Linked DNA regions of Arachis hypogaea: region 1 is linked to region 2. A link is a contact called in public Hi-C data. All regions are on one chromosome and are shown on one strand. Each heading gives the region's core, a stretch centred on a gene start, on an enhancer-like site or on the middle of the called end of the contact. The rest is flanking DNA. Distances are from core to core; before and after follow the strand shown.

Region 1 (5,139 bases), core at 1,855-4,354, 33 kb after region 2:
TCTGCTATATTGATATATGCACTTTTTCGGTTCACCCTGTGTATTAATTTCGGTTCATTTGTTTTTTGGGGCTCTTAATGTTTGATAAATACCTTGATTCCGTTCACTGTCAATCTAGAACAAAACAGCAACCAAACAGTTTCAACAGATATATATATTAACATCTCAGACCAACAGGACAAGGACTAATCCATCTTGAATAAGATATATACATTAACATTAAATTTCCAATAACATTTACATTAATATTCACATATATACATTATTTAGTTTTTTAAACAAGTTAAACAAAATAATATTAATTACAACCAGTCAAACAAAGTATATCCTATTTATTATCTATATTCCCAAATGTGAATTTACAATAAGGACTGAAGAGGACAGTAAATGGCTTTGGGAGTCTTATTTCTTCAGATGGCCGAATCACTTGGTCTCTAATTTTGTTCAGTTTGTGCAACAGAATATTTGGACCATATTTGAGCCTGAAGCTAACAAAATTTGGTCAATACTTCACTCAATACACCGACAAGCACAATCATGCATATTTTAATCAAGTGAATCAAAATGGCCAACCCAACTGAATCGAACACCATTCATGTGCTGAATAAAACGTGATAAACATTCAATCATCAAGAAAAACTTTTCAGCATGCAAAAAAACTTAACTGAACACATAACAATCACGTGAATCAAATGACAAACACTAGTGAACTGAACACCAATCATGTGCTGAATAAAACGTGATAAACATTCAATCATCAAGTAAATTATTTCTGTATGCAAAAGGACTCAATTAAACACACTAATAATCAAATGAATTAAAATAACCAACTCTACTGAACTGAATTTCATTGATGTTCTGAATAAAACTTGATAAACATTCAATCAGCAAGAAAAATATTTCTGCATGCAAAAGAACTCAACTGAACGCACTAACAATCAGGTGAATCAAATGAGAAACACTTATGAACCGAATACTAATCATGCGCTGAATATAACGTGATAAGCATTCAATCATCAAGTAAATCATTTCTGCATGCAAAAGAACTCAACTGAACGCACTAACAATCAGGTGAATCAAATGACAAACACCAATGAACCGAATACCAATCATGTGTAGAATAAAACGTGATAAACATTCAATCATCAAGTAAATTATTTCTGCATGCAAAAGGACTCAACTAAACACACTAACAATCAAATGAATGAAAATGAGCAACTCCACTAAACAGAAAGAAAATAAGAACATATTTCCATTCCTATGCCCTAGTTACGCCAAAAAAATAGAATCAGACTAAGTCAATCTACTAAACGAAGTAACTCAATTCAGTAAACCTAAAATACAACTAAGAGAAATGCGAGATTGTAAGATTTTAAATGAACAGTAATTTTTATGATACCTTTCGCAGTCTCTGTTCTTGTTTTCGTTCGTTTTTTCTTCTTCCTTTCGAAATCTTCTCGTGATTCTTCTCCAGTAACGATTTTCGCAGAGAACACGAGTGAAGTTTGAGAGATTTTAAGACAGATTCGAATTTCTTAAGTAGCGGTTTCAATGTTGAAGAAGGAACGTTGTTTCATATTCAAGGCGCGAATGGATATGTTAACGTTTCGTGCGTTTGGGTGCGTGGAGTCACATTTCATTTAATGATATTATATTTTTTTGATATTGGGCCAGCTTGAATGAACTTGGATAAAAAATTATATGAATGTGTAACATGACTGTTTATATATATATATATATATATATATATATATATATATATATATAATATTGGCCTCTTTTTTCTTTTAACATGTTAACTTGAGGTATGAATTAACAAAGGTATATATATAAAGAAATTGGATTTTTTATTTTAATAAATAAAATAAATGTAATAATTGTTAAAATAAATAATTTTAAAATTTATTACTGAAATTTGTGACATTCTCTTATCTCGTTTACAGTGTAAACGAGATAAGAGAGGGCGACAGCTATATATACAACTCGTTGACAGCGTTTGACCGGGCACCAGTTTGAACTTTTCAACCACTTTCTCCTCTCTTTTACTCCTTTCTGACCATATAATCAATAAATACGACGATGGCGCACGCAGCTAATAAAGACGGAGACATCAACAGGCTGAACGAGACTTCGCAATGTCGGGGCAGTCGACTTTGCAGTTAGTTATGTTTTGTTAAATTTTATGCAATCCCATATAGATATATGTCTGTATATAGCCATGGTTAGGGTAGTCATCAAGAATTAGAATATTGCTTGTATAGTTAGGAATAAGTCACTAATAAAAATTTGGAACTCTTTTATTTCACTTGTGTTAGGTTGTTACTACATAATTATTAATTTGGAACTCTATTTTATTTCTTTTAATTTCATCAAATTTATAATTGAATTTTTTATATTTTTTAATTTAGTTATTATACTCCTTTTAATTTTATAAATAGATTTTTTTATGTCAAACATATTAAAACTAACAGAATGATATTTTTTTTTGAAAAATATGTAACTAAATATCTAATTATGTTCTTAATTATAAAATCTATAATTTTTAAAAAAGCATTTATTTAACAAAAAAAATTTATACTGAAAAGATCTAATTACAAAATTTAAAACAGTGTAAAAATTTAATAGAAAAAATATAGAAACCTATTTAAAAATTTAGTGATATTATAAGGATAGTTAAACTTAAAAGAACAAATAAAAGTTTTAAAATTACTTATTGATAATTGTGAACATTTTTTTTTTCAGAGGCCTCGCCTTCTATTGTCCCGATGAGTGAGTCATACCCTTCCTCCACCCGACGCCATCGTCCCGTATCTGAGGGAGGCTGGATTCGATGACACGGTACCTCTCAGGAATTTTACATTCGACAATGCCTTGATTACGGCATTCGTGGAGCGATGGCATCCGGAGACACACACATTTCATCTCCTGTGGGGTGAGGTCACTATCACCCTGCAGGACGTAGTGTACCACCTAGGTCTATCCCACGGGGACCCTATTGGGGGTGCTTCTGTGACTTCGATAGGTGGTACCAAACAGAGATGTGGCAGCTAATGGAGCGGCTGATGGGTGCTAGGCCTCCGGTGGCTCCACAGCAAGCGGTGCAAAGGAAGGAGTCGTTCACGCTGAAACTCGTATGGCTGCGGGATCGTGTCTGGCAGATGCCCCTTACGGACGACCCAGAGACCCTCTAACAGTACGCTAGATGCTACATCATGTTACTGATCGGAGAATATATGATGACGGACAAGTCGAACAACTTAGTCCACCTGTGTTGGCTCTCACTTCTTGAGGACTTTGGGTGGTGTCGGGCGTTGTCTTGGAGCTCGGCCGTGCTGGCCTGGACGTACTAGTCACTGTGCTTGGCGGCACACCGAGTAGTCACGAACATCGATGATTGTACTCTGCTGTTGATGTCCTGTATATACCAGAGATTTTCTCAGTAATGTCCACCGGAGCGAGCTATCTATATGTATCCTATGACTGCGAGGTAACCACTGTTTATTAATTTATTTAGTAATTAATTCGTTTACACGGTAAAGGATTTGGATCCTCTAAATTTTGAATTTCACTTTAGAGAGTAAAGTTTGATTTCTCACCATTTATTTCATAGGTGGGACCAAAAAAAATGAGAGAGAAATCATTCAAGAGTTAGAGATCAGACTTTATTCTCTAAAGTGAAATTCAAAATTTAGAGGATCCAAATCCCACGGTGAACGAGATAATTTTACACGTATCTCGTTTACAGTCTAAATGAAATACGTGTAAAATTATCTCGTTCACAGTGTGAACAAGATAAGTGAAAGTGACAGATTTTGATAATAAATTTTAAAATTATTTATTTTAGTAATTATTATATTTATTTTATTTATTAAAATAAAAAATCCTAAAAAAAAAAAGATTACACATGTAACAAAATCCCTTATGCCGCAACTTCAATGGAACCCATCCACTTCAAAATTTAAAGCTAGCTCAGCAATGACAAGTTGTGCAAACAGCAAATAGTCAAATTTCTTGTGCTTTCCAGCTTAGGATTAGGTGTGTATCTAATCTTTATATCGAATTCCCATTTTTTTTTTCTGTCTATGTCAAATTCTCATTTAATTGTTAGGTGTATTTTATGAACTTCATCTTCATGTGTTATTCTTAATTAAATATATCTCTCTCTAATGTAACCAAAATTGACGTTAATTATAGCTAGCTGGCAACAACAATTTTCTTTGAAAATGAATTATACAAAGAGATTATCAAACATTGATCAGCTACACTATATATGTATGTTTTCATTTCACCCTCACAACCTTTGTGGTACATATATAATCAAGTTATCCACGAAGAAGAATTACCCTTCTGGTTAATATATCATTAATCAAAGAGATTAAGATTTGAACCATTTGGTATAGTGTTTTTTTTTTTTTTAACAAATATAGGGAGGCTCGAACCTGCAACATTTTAGGTGAGTATGGAGAGACTATGTCATTTGAGTTATAACTCATTGGCCATTCAGTATAGTGTTTAAGCTGCATGATTTTATCAAAAGCACTAATTAATGATGATAGTTATAGGAATACAGTCAGAGGCAAGAATTTGACACCAATAATATAATAGATAAAATTGTTATTTGTACATTAAAATTAGTCATTATATATTTATATTTATATATGTAGTTTAACTCATTTTTAATGTGTATTTTGTATTTTAAAGTGTATTAGGTATTGTAAAAATATTATTTATACATTAAAATTAGTCACTAAAATTAGTCATAATATATTTATGTATAAATACATATGTAATTTAATTTATTTTCAGTGTATATTTATATTCTAATATATATTTTATACTTACGACTAATTTTAGTGATCGATTTTAATATATATATATATATATATATATATATAGCATGATTGTATATACTAACTAATTTTGATATATTACTAGCATAATTATATAATGGGTTATCACAATTCACAAACTTATTATAAATTAAATAACTGAAGGAAAGTATCAGCCCCTGTTTTTTCCACGCCCATGTGGGATGTTGTTTAAAGTGATTAACTGATTATCGCATAATCATATCTTGGGGTGACTCTTGTGATCACTAAAAGGAACAAAATCATTAAGCATTTCCCTCCAATTTCAATT
Region 2 (4,823 bases), core at 800-3,299:
TGAAAACCTATCGTAATAATAATGTAGGCCCCATTTTTGTGATGCTGTCTCAAACTGTATTTCCTTGGTCACATACAGATCCGAAACATGAGCACAAAGATTGTTTATATTTCAACTTCATGTGTGGCCCATGTTATTAGGCCCTTAGGAATCAAATCTTTACCCATCTTGAGAAGTCTTGATTTGCTTTACTCAGCCGAAGAGAACAATTATTACTACTTTCCTTTTTGTCTTCTAATTCTTTTTAAAAAAATATTATCCTTCTTTTCTTTTAAAAATAGGTAAATGGATATATGGGCAATAAGAAATAAAATACAAAGGAGTAGTTAATAACAGAAACTTTCCATTAGGAAAATTTACACTACAATATTCTCCCATAAAACTAGACATACTCCAAGAGCAAACAATGCTCACAACACGCCCAATAAAGCGGAAAAAGTAACCCCACTACTAATGGCGGGTGGTAACCATAATAGAATCCACCTCTTCCAATTTAGTAGTTGTTCACCCATAATAAAAATATTAAAAAGAAAGTTCCACCCCCTGCTAGCTTCTATTTAGTAGCAGGAAGGTTCACAAAAAGCTTTTCCGAAAAGTGAAGGGCCAATTTAACAAGAGGGTCCCCCCAACTTCTCCATAACACAAGATAAAAACTTAAAAATTGAAGGACCATTTTAAAATAAGCCCTTCTCAAAACCCTAGAAAGCCAAATTTTAAAAAGACCAGAGGCTTGACCCCATGACTATTACTAGTAGCATACTATCTAATACCCTAGTATACTATTTTAGGTCACATACTACGTATGTATATATGTAAAAATTTGAGTTGGACTTTTGACCATAAGGACCCTAGTGGAATTGAGCACCAGTGTAGGTTTGGCCAAAGGTCCAACCAGCTGGGGCAACATTGTTAGAGACCACTGTACGGCCATCACTTGTAGTGACCTTGAATGAGAGGCTTTGGCCATTGAGGTAGTTGTTGCTCTGCCAGTTTTGTCCCCAGTTTCTTGACATTGGCATCCAACCGGTTTTTGAACCCTTGATGGACACAGAATGAACATCACCAGCACCACCAACGTTTGTGATTAGTACTAGGTTGAAGTAGGAATGACCATTAATAGTGAACCTTATTCCTCCTCTTCTCCTGCATGCCACCCTATGAAACCATAAAAGGACACACCTTCAGCACTCTTTGAAAAACCATTCACCAAAATTAACAAACCCTAAACCATAAATAAGCCCAATTTGGGAATTTGATAAAGATAGTAACTTTATACCTCCTGTAAGCGACAGGGACTATTCCAGCTTTGTATTGAGCAATGCGGAGGAACACAGGCTGAGCTAGATCAAAGTGGTGAAGAGGAGGGTTGCACCACCCACCTGCATTGTTTGGCAATGCATTGTTTGGAGGGCAGAAATTAGTGGCAGTGACCACAATGGAGCCAGGGAGGCACCATTTCTGGTCATTCACACACTTAATCTCATAGCAAGAGCCACAGCTCAAGCCATTGTTGAAAAGTGCAGTGCTCAAAGCAGCAGTGGTTGTTCCGTACCCCTGGCTATAGAGGTTTCCATATCCACAAGCCCCACCTGAAACAAACACAACAAATGTTCATGACCCATTAAAAGTTACTCAAATGGGGTTGCAAAAAATTGAAGCTTTTAGAAAAATACAAAACAAAAATGAGTGCATGCATACCCATTGTCCCTGATGCATCACCCCCGCCATAGAAGGTAGCATGAGCATTGGTCCATCCTGCTCCACCATTGGCGTAAGCTGAGGAGAACATAGTAAGAAAACTAACCAAGAGAAACCCAATGAGAGCCATTTTCCTTTCCTTATACTAAAGGGAATTAATTTTGATATTATGGGGACAACAAAAGAGGGGGCTAGCTGCTGCAGCAACACGGGAGAGATAAATGTGATTGTGAAGCAGAGGAGTGAGGAAAAATGGTTGGCAGTGGTACCTAATTTATAGAGGTTTGAGGGGTTTGGACTTTGGAGGGTAGCATAGGGCCACAATCAAAACTTTAACTAACTCTTTTGAACTGTTTGAACCGAAGAATACCGCTAGGGACATAAAGTGGATTGTATTATTTAAGAATTGACATGTATTATATTATATATATATATATATATATATTAAATAACATAAACAAAGTAGTGCAAGAAAGGCAGTAGATTTACCAAGAAGTAATAGTTCAAATGACATAGTCTCCACATACTCAATTAAGAGGTTGCGGGTTCGAGTCTCCATATCTTCGATAAAAAAAAAAGCAGTAGATTTTTATCACTTAATATTTTTTAACATAAATCTAAAAAAAATTCGAATATAATAAAGTGTTAAAAATTAAATACATAACAAATAACATCTTTATATTTTATATTTTTAATAGACTTATCAAGTATATAGCATTATTGTTTGTGTAGTGTAAGTGTATATTTAAGGGGAATTTTTTGGATGAAAAATAAAAATGGTAGTTAATTTTTAAAAAAAAAATGTATATTATGCATAATGTTTTTATTTTTTAAAATTTTAATTAACTTGTGTCTTAGAAATATATGTTAAAATTATAAAGTTAGAGGTTTTTTTAATTAAAAAGTAATGTATTTAAGTATGTATGAAAGAGTGCAAGTGGGAAAGAGGTCAATTTTTGATGGTGCAAAAGAGTGTTGTGTGGCTACGGGCTACTGGGAAGAAAAAACCGTGAGGTTGAATAGCCATGTGAGCGGGAAATCTGCAAAATCCAAGTGGGCCATAGCAGTAATAGCACTGATAGCTTCCAAGCTTCCACAGGCACATGCACCCAATTCATCATTTGACACAAATACCCCTCTGCTTCTAGGTTTTACAATTTACACTACTATGCCCATGGGTCCCAAACTCTTTTTCTCGAATTTGGATCCCTAAAATTTGAATTTCACTTTAGAGAGTAAAGTGTGATCTCTCACTATTAATTTTATAAGTTGGACCAAGAATAAATATGAAAGAGAAACTATTCAAGGATAGAAGATCATACTTTATTCTTTAAAGTAAAATTTAAATTTTAGAGGATCAAAATCCCTCTTTCTCCTTTCCACATTACCATTTATGTTTTTTTTTTTTTTCTTTTCTAGTATAGCTTTATTTTTATTATATTGTCCCAAAATATTGTGGAAATATTTTTCCTTTGAATTAAATCAAACGTGTGAAATTAAGAAAAATAAAAGTTTAAGTGCATAACATGTAATATTTTATCATTCTTTTGTGCTATTTGAACCATAAAATGTTAGGAGAACCTGTGTATTCCTTATTTTTTTAACAAATTTTTTACACATTTAAATATTATTGTCATTCAAATTTAATCAAGTAGATTTAACACCAATAAAAACTACTCTCATTAAAAGAGCGTGATTATACGCACGGTATGTTATTGTTGTCGTCATCATCGTCTTCTTCTTCGCATTCCTCCTTCTCCTCCTCCTTCGCGTTCTTCCTTCTCTATTTTCTCCTCCTCCTCCTTCTTTTTGTTCATTCTTCTTTGCGTTCTTTATTCTTCCTCACATTATGTGTTTTGAATTGTGCAAAACAACGAGACCAAATGCACCTTGATTCACTCAGAAATGAACCGACATTACATCTAAAATAAATCTAAATTACTTAATGATGATGATACACAAACAAACTTGTTTCAAAAGAAGCACAGACCAAGTGTACCTTATTTAAATCCAAAATGAACCTAAATTACTTAATGATTGCGTTCGAAAACAAGCACACAAACAAAATTGAATGATTAGAAACAGAAATGAACTGAAATTACATCCAGAATGAACCGAAAATTAAATTTCGAATGAACCGAAATTACTTAATGATGACGATACACAAACAAACTCGTTTCAAAATAAGCACAGACCAATTGCACCTTATTTGAATCCAGAATTAACCGAAATTACTTAATGCATTCGAAAACAAGCATACAAACAAACTTGAATCATTAACAAAAAACTCATCCAAATCCATCAAGTGATTTTGCAGCATTATGCGTTTCTTCTTTTTTATTTTATTTTTTCATGTTTTTCACTTGATGTTGTTGATAAGAATTGATCAAATTTTTTATTCCTTAAATAATTTCGATTCATTCATTAGTTTAATTGAGGTTTATTTGGATCTATAAATGAGTTCGACGTGTTTTTATTGATAATTGAGTCTTTTTGACTACTTGTTCAAATTTGAACAAATTTCGGTTCATTTGTGTGTTAATTGAGATTCACTTAATGCTACTGATAAGTATTAACTAAATTTTTTATTCCTTAAGTAATTTTGGTTCATTTCTTAGTTTAGTTATGGTTTGTAACATTCCAAACCACTCGCTAGCACGATATTGTCTGCTTTGGCACATAAGGCCTCATGGTTTTGCCTTTGACGATAGGGATGATAGCCGAAACCCCACACATTCACTCATCAAAACGCGTCATGCTAGGGAAAGGTATCCACACCCTTATAAGGCATGCTTCATTCCCCTTCCCAACCGATGTGGGACCTTACAATCCACCCCCTAAGGGAGCCCAGCGCCCTCGCTGGCACATCGATCCGGGCTCCGTCTCTGATACCATCTGTAACAGCCCAGACCACCCGTTAGCACGATATTGTCCGTTTTTGCACACAAGGCCTCACGGTTTTTCCTTTGACGATAGGGATGATAGCCAAAGCCCTCACACTCACTCGTCAAAACGCATCATGTTAGAGAAAGGTATCTACACCCTTATAAGGCATGCTTCGTTTCCCTCCCCAACCGATGTTGGACCTTACAATCCACCCCATAAGGGAGCCCAGCGCCCTCGCT

What was found. A called contact is a pair of places that touch in the nucleus more often than the background predicts.
Region 1: a contact with region 2 is called in a Hi-C map of an unstated tissue, with 6 times the contacts expected there. The contact joins the enhancer-like site here to the promoter of LOC112734103 in region 2. A contact is called at or near these places in 4 of 8 Hi-C or Micro-C datasets (leaf and an unstated tissue).

The regions. Positions count from the first base shown.
Region 1 is chr3:135,438,342-135,443,480 of arahy.Tifrunner.gnm2.J5K5, forward strand. No RefSeq gene overlaps it. Among protein-coding and RNA genes, the nearest start is that of LOC112734107, 17 kb to the right of the region's middle. Within about 2 kb of position 3,105, at least 1 of the 3 cell types and tissues checked has open chromatin away from gene starts, as enhancers often do.
Region 2 is chr3:135,406,603-135,411,425 of arahy.Tifrunner.gnm2.J5K5, forward strand. It overlaps LOC112734103 (expansin-A1), which reads right to left and starts at 2,050. Exons shown (of 3, transcript XM_025783309.3): 1 at 1,699-2,050; 2 at 1,277-1,589; 3 at 324-1,155. The coding sequence starts at 1,828. The coding sequence ends at 849.